Regions from separate parts of the Acanthopagrus latus genome. Here region 1 is linked to region 2. Evidence: chromatin contacts called from public Hi-C data. All regions are on one chromosome and are shown on one strand. Each heading gives the region's core, a stretch centred on a gene start, on an enhancer-like site or on the middle of the called end of the contact. The rest is flanking DNA. Distances are from core to core; before and after follow the strand shown.

Evidence for each region. A called contact is a pair of places that touch in the nucleus more often than the background predicts.
Region 1: a contact with region 2 is called in a Hi-C map of muscle, with 7 times the contacts expected there. The contact joins the promoter of LOC119033463 here to the promoter of pitx3 in region 2. A contact is called at or near these places in 2 of 4 Hi-C or Micro-C datasets (liver and muscle).

What each region holds. Positions count from the first base shown.
Region 1 is chr15:1,871,976-1,877,587 of fAcaLat1.1, reverse strand. It overlaps LOC119033463 (ras-related protein ORAB-1-like), which reads left to right and starts at 1,652. Exons shown (of 6, transcript XM_037123597.1): 1 at 1,652-2,237. The coding sequence starts at 2,224.
Region 2 is chr15:1,048,438-1,054,009 of fAcaLat1.1, reverse strand. It overlaps pitx3 (pituitary homeobox 3), which reads left to right and starts at 1,282. Exons shown (of 4, transcript XM_037124861.1): 1 at 1,282-1,521.

The sequences.
Region 1 (5,612 bases), core at 403-2,902, 820 kb before region 2:
TTGTAAATAGTTGTAAATGTTAAGACCTTAATAATTAAAAAAAAAAAAAAATTCAAACTCATGTTCTCCCTGAAAAGTAGAACTTGATGCTGTTTGCTCTTATAAATTGTAAGGTACTTAAAGGTACAGTATGTAAGAATCTAAAGCAACTGGCCATAAAATCATCCTAATATGCCACAGAGACTCAGGAGTATTGTTCATTTAACATACTGAACCCACCAACAACAACAGTACAGCCAAAATATTCATATTAAAAAAAATCTTTTGCAGACTGCAAATCATGTTGATGAATTAAAACCATGTTTTGGCATGTGGCACCAACCACCGCCGTCTACAAATCATTGCAGTCAGTAGAGTCTCAGCTGCAGAGCAACCACAGGTTGCCAGTTACGACTGAGCTACAATGGCGGAGGCAACAAAATCTAAAAGACCTCGTTATGAATCACAAAAATGCCAAGATAAATTTGAGGCAAAGCCAGGGTCTATATTGGAGATGCATCTGAATGGTGGAGACAGCTGAAAGCTGAGAGGAAATTGAAAACGGGTGCAGAATTGGCTACTCTTCTTCTAGACAGGTAAGTTAAGCTTGGCTAACTAAGTTAGCATCATAGCTTGACGGGGATGGACATTTTGAATACTTTGAACTGTCGAGTAATAACGTTATTAATTTTGATCATAGAAACAAACGTTAGCAGCACAGCTAATGCTAGCAGCATTAGCACCATCCTGGTATGCCAACTGCTCTGGCAACCTGGAGTCTGGAGGGGAGGGGGAGGGGGAGGGGGATACCACTTGCCACAGTATTTTGAATTTGAGCGTAGTAAGTGTAGTTTTTGGCCACATTCTTACATATGGTTTAAGTTGTAAATACTGAATGGAATACACAATGTGTAACAATAGAACAATATTTTATTTCATGAATTATATAAAATGAACAATTATGAACAAATAATTTAAAAGGAACTCATAAATTAACTAAATAACAGAAATAATGTAAGGATTGTCCTCTGGAGCAGAGAAGAGCCTCTCCATCCTCTCTGCAGCCTCATGTCCTCCTTCATCCTCCCTCCTCCTCGAAGCAAGAGGCAAAAGAAGGCAGCATTTGGAGCACACTTTGAATTGGGACAGGCTTTGCGCTGTCAGATACTGTCAGATCATAATGACAATTTCAGCAAAATTAACTAAAAAATAGTTACAGACTACAGCTTCAAGTAGCTGGTGAAAAGCACTAAATATACTTAAAGTTGTTTCTAAATAAAATAAGTAATATGCACTTTTCACATTTTAATAGTACTACAATACGTACATTGAAGGAAAAAAAATCAACTTTAGTAAACTTCTTGTTTTTCCTTGTCCAAACAAAATGGGAAAAGCAACTTTTCTGAGCTGTTTTTCCATGTTCCTTTACCAGACTGAATGGGACAGTCATATATACTGCCTATAAACAAGCGCTGACATGACGTAGCAGTCTCCCTGTTCACACCCAGTTTCTACGACAGGTGGTGACACAACCGTGACTCATGATACACGTGAGGTTTCTGTGGTAATGGGAGACGTGTTGAGCGAAGTGCACATTACCTGGATGTTAAATGAACATCCTGGGGACTAATGTGTCAAGTCCGTCAGTTGTACGGATGTGGACGGAAATAATAACTATGGCTTTGTAAATAAAGCCTCACTGTAGAGCACAAGCGAATTGTGCAAAGCTCACGTCGTAGAGGTTTATGTTGAAGTATATGGCCGGAAGTTGTGTCGTGTGGATATTGTTACGGGGCACCAGCCGACTCGTCTTTGCCACGTTTCACTAAATGACGTAATCTCTGCCTGGGATTGACAGTTCGCTGTTGCGGTAGGGACACATATTCAGTGAGAGGCAGAGAAGGGGCTGTTATTCAGACGTGTATTTACATCCCTTGTTTATTGGCTTTACGGCTGTAGAACGAGTAACCAGGCTGTCGTACAGGACGAGGCATTCGCTAAATCAAGCCACATATTTTGTGTCATTCCCGACTTGGCTAACCAGCTGGCTAATGTTAGCTGTTTCCTGGTTGGAGTTGTAGCCATTTTGGTTTTTCGCAGAGAAACAACTAGCCGGTCGTGGTTTTTGGGAACAGTCTAAGCTAGCCACCGCTCCCGTTTTCACAACTAAACAGCGCTGTTTATCTGTAGACAGGGACAAAGACACGGTTCACGAGAGGGGAAACACTGTACAACAAGTCAACAATGAATCCCGAATAGTAAGTATCATATTCATCTACGTTGTGTTACATTTTACCATATGCTAACACGTTAACGTTAGCGTTGGCATACCGTTGAGCTAAGTTAGCGGCTAACATCAGCTGACATTAGCCTTAATGTCCACCTGTATTTGCCTAAGATGCTGTCACCATTTTCCAGGAACATTGGCAGGTGTTGGCGTTAAACATTCTTCAGTCGATCGATGTCTTTTACCAACCGCCGCGTTTTTGCTTTAACGTTACACATAACGAATGCAGCTGTTGGGATAGCAGCTGTAATTTACCTTTACTGCTATTTTCAGTTCGTTTTCGGTTTCAGAGATGCGATGTCAGTAGACAACAAAGGTCCCTTTTTTAATGTTGGCTCGTAACTGTAACGCGATTCGTTATGTATTTGTAATCAACTGTAGTTTTGCGAAAATCAGGTGTTATAGCGATGTCCGTTCGAGTTCAGGTAAACTTATTTCAATCTTGTAAAATTAATAAAAACTAAAATGGCGAGTATTAAACATGATTGGGCAGCAAGGACTCCATTAATTGGATTGTTTGAAAGACGACACCTTATACCGTGTTGCAGGTGTCTGCACTTTAGTCGTTATGACAGGCAGCTTCTTCTTTTCTCCAAGAGAAAACTCTATAGCAGCAGACATTGGTTGTGTAGAAACATGATTTATGCTTAACTTTTTTAAAGTTAAAGTGTAAGTCATATGGTTTAGTAGTGTTGTAGCAGCCTGTCCACAGACTAGTCATGTGTAGTTCACATGCTACAGGACAAGCCTTAGATTTCACCACAGCAGTGTTGAGCAATAGCTTAAGCTTTCTTTCTCTCATAAGTGTTTCCATTCATAAGCATTCACTTAGGTTAGGGTTTTGCCAGTATGACAAGCTGTTAACAGTACTAGTCTTACATTTTAAGAATTGTATGGTCATTGTGATTGTGTCATTACTTTAATTAAACTTGATCTTCTTCTCTGTCAGACTGCCTAATCTTGTAGTAATGAGTCACCTCTTTAGTAGAGACTAGATACTCTTGGCCAATGTCCAAGTTATTTCTCAATGAAAGGTAGTGTGAAAGTGTTGAGGGGGTATCTTTATGCAACATTAGAGTTTAGAGGAGGGCACATTGTTCTGCTGTGGGCGCCACTGCCATTAGGGAGTGCTGTTACCATGTGGCGGTGTACTTGGTCTGCAGTGGTGTTTGGGTGAGTTGCATTTGTCTAAATAACATCACAATGAATATCAGGACACAAGGTTTCCTAGCTGAACATTGCACTCTAACAAGATGATCAAAACTAAGTACACTTCGTCTGTCAGTGGTTTTAAAGTTGTGGTTGATGATGGTTGCATTACAGGCCTGAAGGAATGTTAAATTTGCACAACTTGACCCTTATTAATGGCGTGTTTAGGATTTTAGTGGATACAATGGGTAATAGCCTGGAGTTGGGAGAGTGATTGTAACTGTAATGTGCAGGTTTGAGGTAAGAGGAACATGTTACATTAAGTAGGACACTTTTTCCACTGGTCAGATATCACAATAAAACCCACTAAGATTTGGCCTTTATGTGCAATGGGAATGTGTACACTAGGATTGTCAATGAATATTCTAAATTCAAATATATATTAGAATATTTAAAAAAGAAAAACAGAGATGCGATTGTGAAAATTAATATTCGACTGTGGAAAAAACACATTAGCGGCTGCTTTGTGAGTGGGCACACTGCATGACGGGTCAGGGACAGGTCAGAGGAATCACACTTGCACAGCGTCACTCACTGCTGAAAGTGAGACACGACAAAAACCGTGGCAGATGCAGATGGCGGAGAGAAAAACGTAATGGCAGAAAGTTCAGGGCCAGCCAACTCAGCAGCAGAGGGAGTAGTTTTGACTCCAAGCAACCTAAAAGGCCCTGTTTGGAAATACTTAGGATTTTGGTCAGTAGACGGCAAAAATGCTGAGCGTAGAGATAAAGTTATATGCAAGCTGTGCAAGCTACAGTTAGCTAACCATTCTGCCACCAGCAGCATGAGGTTATCAAATGGTAACTGTACTGTTGTGCGACCCAGAGCCGAGGAGTTTTAAAACCAAGAAACAGCTGATCATAGCAGTCAGTCCATCACTTCATCCACGGACATCAAGATGAGCAACTGGACAGCTGCTGAGATCCAGGAGATGCTAGTGTCTCCCGGATCTCAGCGGCTGTTTGGCTGTGTTAGCTTGTTGTTGTAGCGCAAGCTTCTTTCAAATTACACTTTTGAAACTATCGCTACTCTCAAATTAAAAGCCCCCCGCTAAGAACCCAGCTCTAAACTCCGATAGGTGCGATGTAAAGCTCTTATTTTGAAGACAAATCCGTTGTCACTGTTCACAGACCAACTTCGAGCTTCACGTCACGTCACATGTTTACACCTACCACAGTGGCGGCTTTTTGAAAAGGAGGAATATTACGCCTCTGTTTTAGAAAGGTGCACTGTTCAAAATGGTAAGGCAGTGTTGTTAAAAAATAAAACATTAAAATGAATACAAATTTGAAGTTTGTTCTTTAGAAGGGAAAAAAAAATGTTCAAAATCGTAAATCATGACATGACATTTTTTTATATATATATATATAGATATAGATATAGATATAGATATAGATATATATAGATATAGATATAGATATATATATATATATATAAAAAAACACACACGTAAAACTGTTCACAGTATCTGTTATGGGTCTGGTATTATTGCACATGGTTATTGTATTGTTTATTGTATGTTGTGTTCATGAACAGTCCAGCATGTCTATAGATATAGTTGGGCAGACCTCTCCTCCCTGTCCCTCAGTCTCTCTGTGTCACTGTTCACTAGACAGATATCGTGATATATTGTTTATGATTAAATTGCAATTGATGAAGTAGAGCCCAATGGATATATTGACCTTTGACCTTTGCTTTCGATGCTTACGCTATTTGATCTGCACCAATGTGAAATTATTTTTTTTTTTAATTGTTTTTCAGAACATAATGCAGACAAGGATGCTTGGGGTTGTACTGTGAAATATATTGTTTCTGTGATCACAAGTAGCTAGTAGCAGTCCCTCCCTCCCCCTGGTTGTACAGCAGGACTACCAGGCCACCAAGGGGGAAGACAGGCTAGATCAGGCACTCGGCTGCTGGCCCCCAGATCTTTTTTCTTCTTGTTGTCCAGCAGACGACCAGGGCCAGCGGAGCTGTTGCAGTGGTTTGTGAACTATAGTTTCCTCCCTGGTAAACAACCGGTCAAGCTGTCACATCTGCAGTGCCTTTTCAGTGCAGTTATTGATGTACTGCTTGGATGCAGCTGCTCGGCCATGGAAATCCATTTCATGAAACTCTCTATGCACTGTTCTTGAGC
Region 2 (5,572 bases), core at 33-2,532:
ATACAGCCCATGAGTACCGATTGAGTGTTTGTGTAGTTGTCGGTGGTTGCAGCCTGTGTTGGTCAAGTGCACAAAGATGGGAAGTAGTGTGATCCCTCAAGTTCAAAAATGCTCTTGTGGACATGTGCCATTACTCTTAAATGGACGTTTCAACGGCTTACAGCGCCAACACATCATAGACATTTCCACTGCTTTCACTTTTAAAAATGTATTCTCTTTTACAGTTTTTAACTGATGGCTGATCTGCTTAGAGTCACTGACACTTGAATTTGAATTCTTATATTTATGAAGCCTCAGTAGTATTTCAACCTCTTTATTGTGTGCTTGTCAAAGTGAACATTGCTTCCAATGTATTTTAGTTTTCTTTAAAAATGGATTGCTGGATTTCAACTCTCCAGCAGCAGCTCCAGTCCTCTGTCTGTGAACACAGGATGCGTTCAGGCACATCACTGAGTGTAGGTCAGCCATGTTTAGGCAGCGTTTACAGCCCACACAGTCCACAGAGTCACTGTTGTTACATGTGAAAAATGGAAGAGGATCAATGTTAATTACTGCTCACCTGACAGGTACACTGCTCTCATCTCTTCCTTAACTGAGCTCATCTGCTCATTACATTTCAACTGACACCTCCAGCCCAGTAACAGACTAACTTGTACTGGGGTTAGTGCCTGAACTCCAGCTGATAGCACAACTTCATTCGGTGCTCACTCTGCAACTCAAACTTCCTCAGTGCCTCCATTTTTAATGCCATTTCATGTCATCATATCTAGAAACTGCAAATCAGCAGCAACACATATATGTTGAACATTTTCTAGTTCTCTCTGCCTCTCGTACCAATGAACATGTAAGTATCACCACTGGTAATAAAGACGTAACCATATGTTATACCTCAGTGTTTGTCAAAAAGTGTTATATGGAGCTTTGTGTCTGATTGCTCCTCAGGTACTTTCATTTTGCATGCATCAAAACAATTAAATTATGACCTACCATCTGAAAAAAACCATATAGAGCTGCTCTCTGGAGGCTGGAAGGAGAAAGAGATGAAGAGACTGCTTGTAGAGAGAGCCAATGGCAGAGGGAAGCCAGTGTGTGTTTGCACTGAGTAAATTGATGCGTAACGTACATGTGCGCAGAGAAAGAAAGAAAGAAAGAAAGAAAGAAAGAAAGAAAGAAAGAACGCGTGAGTGAGGGAGGGAGGAGGGGAGGGAGGGGGCCGTCCTTTCTATGCTGGACACACATTATTTAGCATGAAGTCACCCCTCTCCTCACCCCCACCCCCTCTATACTCGGTGTGGGGATCAAACCTCAGTCCTCCACAGCCTTCATGTCTGACAGCACAGAGAGGAAGAAGAGGGAGACGGGAACTGACGGACTGACTGACTGACGCCTTTTCTGACTTTTTGACGTACCGAGGAACTTTTTGTCCATGTCACCAGCAAACCTGAGGCCAGGACACCCATCAGCCTGCAGTAAAGCTCTTTGCCTATTCCACGGATTAATTTAATCACACCGGGATTCGATGTAAGTGCAAATGACCGCACTTCACCCCCTCTCTCTTCTCTCGTCTTTTCTTTCTCTTCCTCACACTTTTTGTCTTTGTGAATCTGGAATCCATCCAACGCCTTTTGATTTGTCCCTAAAAAGTTGACAACTCTCTGGCACGGAACAAGTTGCAGCGTCCCATGATACCAGCACAGCCTGATTCTTCATTTATTTAAAGGTTAAAGTACCAAGAATGGGCTTTAAGAGATGTGTGTGTGGCTTGAAACACGCAGAAAAAGGACCATGTGAACAGCAGGAGTTGCGTCTGCTGTGCGTCCACGGAGCAGATCAGGATGCTGATGAGAGGCAACAGCTCAGACAGCGAGACGTATTTAAAAGCACGGGTTACATCTTCCGTTCAGACTAAATGTTCACCGAGATTACGAAATGCAAAAAAAGATCGAAGTCTACAGCCTTGAATTCTCCGTGTGTTCGTGTCGGAGGCCTTCGGGAGGTTCAGGCGTGTTCGCTGTCCTCTGCGGCTCTGGGTTTGTTCTGACACAAGTCCCGCAGCTCGCACAGGCGGCCGCAGGAAACATTTGACCCGTCCGAATGATTTGGAAATGTGGACAAAGTGATTGGCGGCAGGGGGCTGACCGAGCCGCACACCCGACCTCCCGACGCGCGACGCGCACAGACACAAACCCCACAACGCCACGTCAAATATCAAACATGGATATAGAAATATTGTGACGATCATTTTAGTTATTATCGTTTTTATATAAACATTGTAGGTTGATCCTGGACGGCAGAAACACCAGTTTATGTTCCGCTTTGACTACTACAACTAATTATATCAGCCATGACAATACAAACAGTAATACTACCGACTGTACACACAACAACAACAACAACATATATAATAATAATACTAATGATAATTAAATGGAGGCTTTTTTCTGACTCGTATAATTAATAATATTGTAAAGGTGCTGAGGTTGCTGGCGGCCTGTCTGTCTGTCTGTCTGTCTGTCTGTCTGTCTGTCTGTCGGACAGCTGCTTGTTCAGAGGTTCGTTACTCCTGCAAAAATAAATGCAGCAAGAAAAATAGATGGCAGGTTAACTGAAGAGCCACAATGTAGCTTCTTTATCCGTAAGGGTTATTTTAATCTTCATTATTTTAAATAGAAGTATTTTAGAATAGCTAAAGGTCTATTCCGCAGTTGAGAGTGAACCTTTATTTTACTAATGAATTTAGGCTCGTCTCTGAAGCTCGCGCTGCGCGCTTGGCTCTCTGGTTCTCCATCACAGACTGGAGAGGTTTCCTCTGAGAGGCCTTCAGTTAGCCTCCTCTTTTGCATCAGATCTCAGGTCAGGACATATGAAAATAAGATTTGTTTAATCGAAGTTCACGTTTGGCCTCAGGGTACGATGTAAATATTTCTTCTAGCTCCGATCAGCCGACCATGTGGCACAGAGGCGAGAGTGAAGGCCCCGGCCTGCTGGAGGCCAGCGCTGCCCCGCACACACACACACACACACACACACACACACACACACACACACACACACACACACACACACACATTTCATTTTAAAATTAAACAAAAGTCTGTTATTTTTCCCTTTTAGCCAGGAAATTTACTGCAAGTCACCCAACAGGAGCAGATTATTGTTTATGAACGAAGTCGCGTAATTCCATGAAATCGTTGTTAAGCAGCAGACAGCGCGCTGATTTACGATCCGAGCGGAAGCCGCGTCTTTACTTTTCGATGTGTTCAACTCATCTAGTTCCCCTGACTGGAGAGAGACGCTCACCTGACCACACGGCCTCAGCAGAACAATGTGACGGCCTCGTTAAACGGACCATCATCATGAGTTCTGCCTGAGCTCGGAACAGACGATGAATATAAAATGATCATTTCCTTTATTTGGACACTGTGACTGGGCCTGGGTCAGCTCAGACACAGAACCGCAGGTTTACTGTATTAAAGGTTCGCTGTTGATCCGTGGTGGACTTGCTCTCCCCGGCTGTGTGCTGCTGCTCAGGACTGCTCGGCCTCACTCAATCATATGCAAATGGCTGTTATAGGAGGGCAGAAATTAACATCTACAAACATTGGACTGAAATTCCATCTGCCGCTTCTTCGAGGAGGCCCTTAATAAGTTCTCAGACAGCAAAGTGACACACATCTTAATCAACTCTTAATCCCGGGAATTAATTCTCGACGCGTTTATGAATAATTCCCGGGCTAATGCGTGCGGGCCGTGGAAATGTAAGCAGTCTGCGGCGCGCAGCGCCAGATGGACCCGGCAATCTCCCGAAAAATGAGAGGATTTTTCCTTCCATTATTGTATTTTCTATTATTATCAGCAGATATATATTTTAATGAGATCGGTGTCACCGGGCGGGTGCTCATGCAAAGCGCTCCATCTTATGCAAACAGAGACTCTCATCTTGCTGTTGATTTGCGTCCTTTTCTAAACAGGAGGCCCCCAGCGGTGAGAGTAAACACAGTCCCAGCGAGCAATGTTCAGGCTTTATGGAGGCGGCTGAACAGCATGTCAGGTGGAGGTAGTGGTAGAGTGCACCAGGAAATAGCCTTGACCCTCTGATATCCTCTGTGGTGGATGAAGAGCAGGGTTCAAGTGAGATCAGCTCATGTTCACTTTTCATTTTCATAAAGCGGCTGTAGGCTGTAGGGGTTAGCTCACACTCACATACATCAGCATCAACACAGGCTGTGTGATCAATCCAGCTGTCAGCTACTGAGCACTTCAGTCTGCTTGTTAGCTCAGTGATAGCTTGTTGGCCATATTGAGCTGACAGGGAGGGGGCAGAGGGGCTCTTGATTTTGGAAATATAATCATGTGGCACCCCTGATGTGCGTGTAGCTGGGAGGGGAGGGAGGGAGGGAGGAGAGGGGGAGGGGAGGCGTACTGACACCTTGTTCTGGACAAAATGACTGGCTTGAATCACCCACAAGCCCCTCGTTGCCAAGCCAGCCAGCCTCTCAGCACCACACTGACACCAGGCCGTCCGTCCATCCATCACTGCCTCTGCGGATATATCCCCCCGGACTGGTGCACGTTCATATTTCTGACCAAAATACTGGACCTTGCTGATAGTGGGCCGGGGCTCTGCACTCACAAAGGGACAGCTGTTGCTCTGTCAGGCAAGTACCCAGACCGAAGTGTTCCAGCAGCCACTGGGACCAGTTTGTGGAGTGTCTTTGATTTTAAAACCCAGATAAACGACCCAGCACACAGCAAGGTAACGCTGTTTGAATCCAAATTAGATGGACTCATTTTTAACTTTAAAGAGTTAAATATCACTTTTATGTCACTTGTGTGTTGAATTTGTCCCTTGTTGCCTTCTTTTCTTGTACATTAGTGCTGAGTTGTGCTACTTTCAACAATGGGAAATCTCAGTTGTGCCTCTTGGAAAAGGACATGAAACAGTTTTACCTTTGTTGAAAAAAGTCATAATAGTAAGTGATGGCTTGTGTTGTTTCTGGTGGTTATGAACAAAATGCTTCATCTCGAGGCTGCTGGAACATCAGATAATAAAAGAAATAGAAATAAAACAGAATAGATGTTTATTGTCATTGTCCCAAAAACAATGAAACACAGATAGCAGCTCTTAGTTTGACAAATAAATATCAAATACAAACAAGTATAAAAAATAGATAGAAATATGTAGCAAAAGTGAAATATATAGAACAAGATAAACAGACACAAGATTCAGGAATCAGGCAGGTAGGAATATGTTCAGTGAGTGTGTAAATGAGGTGTGTGAGGGGAAGTAGTGGGGGGTTATATGCACTTTAGTTCTAGGGTGGGGGTTAAAAAAAAAGAAAAAAAAAGAGAGAGACATGTAAAATCAAGCTTATTCAACCAGGCAGAATGTACTGCTAACAGGAAAGATGAAAACAGAAACATCGTTTGCTGTCATCCAACGAAACAAAAGACAAAAACAATATAGAATATGTGTGCCGTTAAGAACAAGGGAATTACTGATCTTTCTAACCCACGAGTCAAATCTAACCTCCAAATCCATATCAGAGGCTCATTAATCCAAAGCCACAAC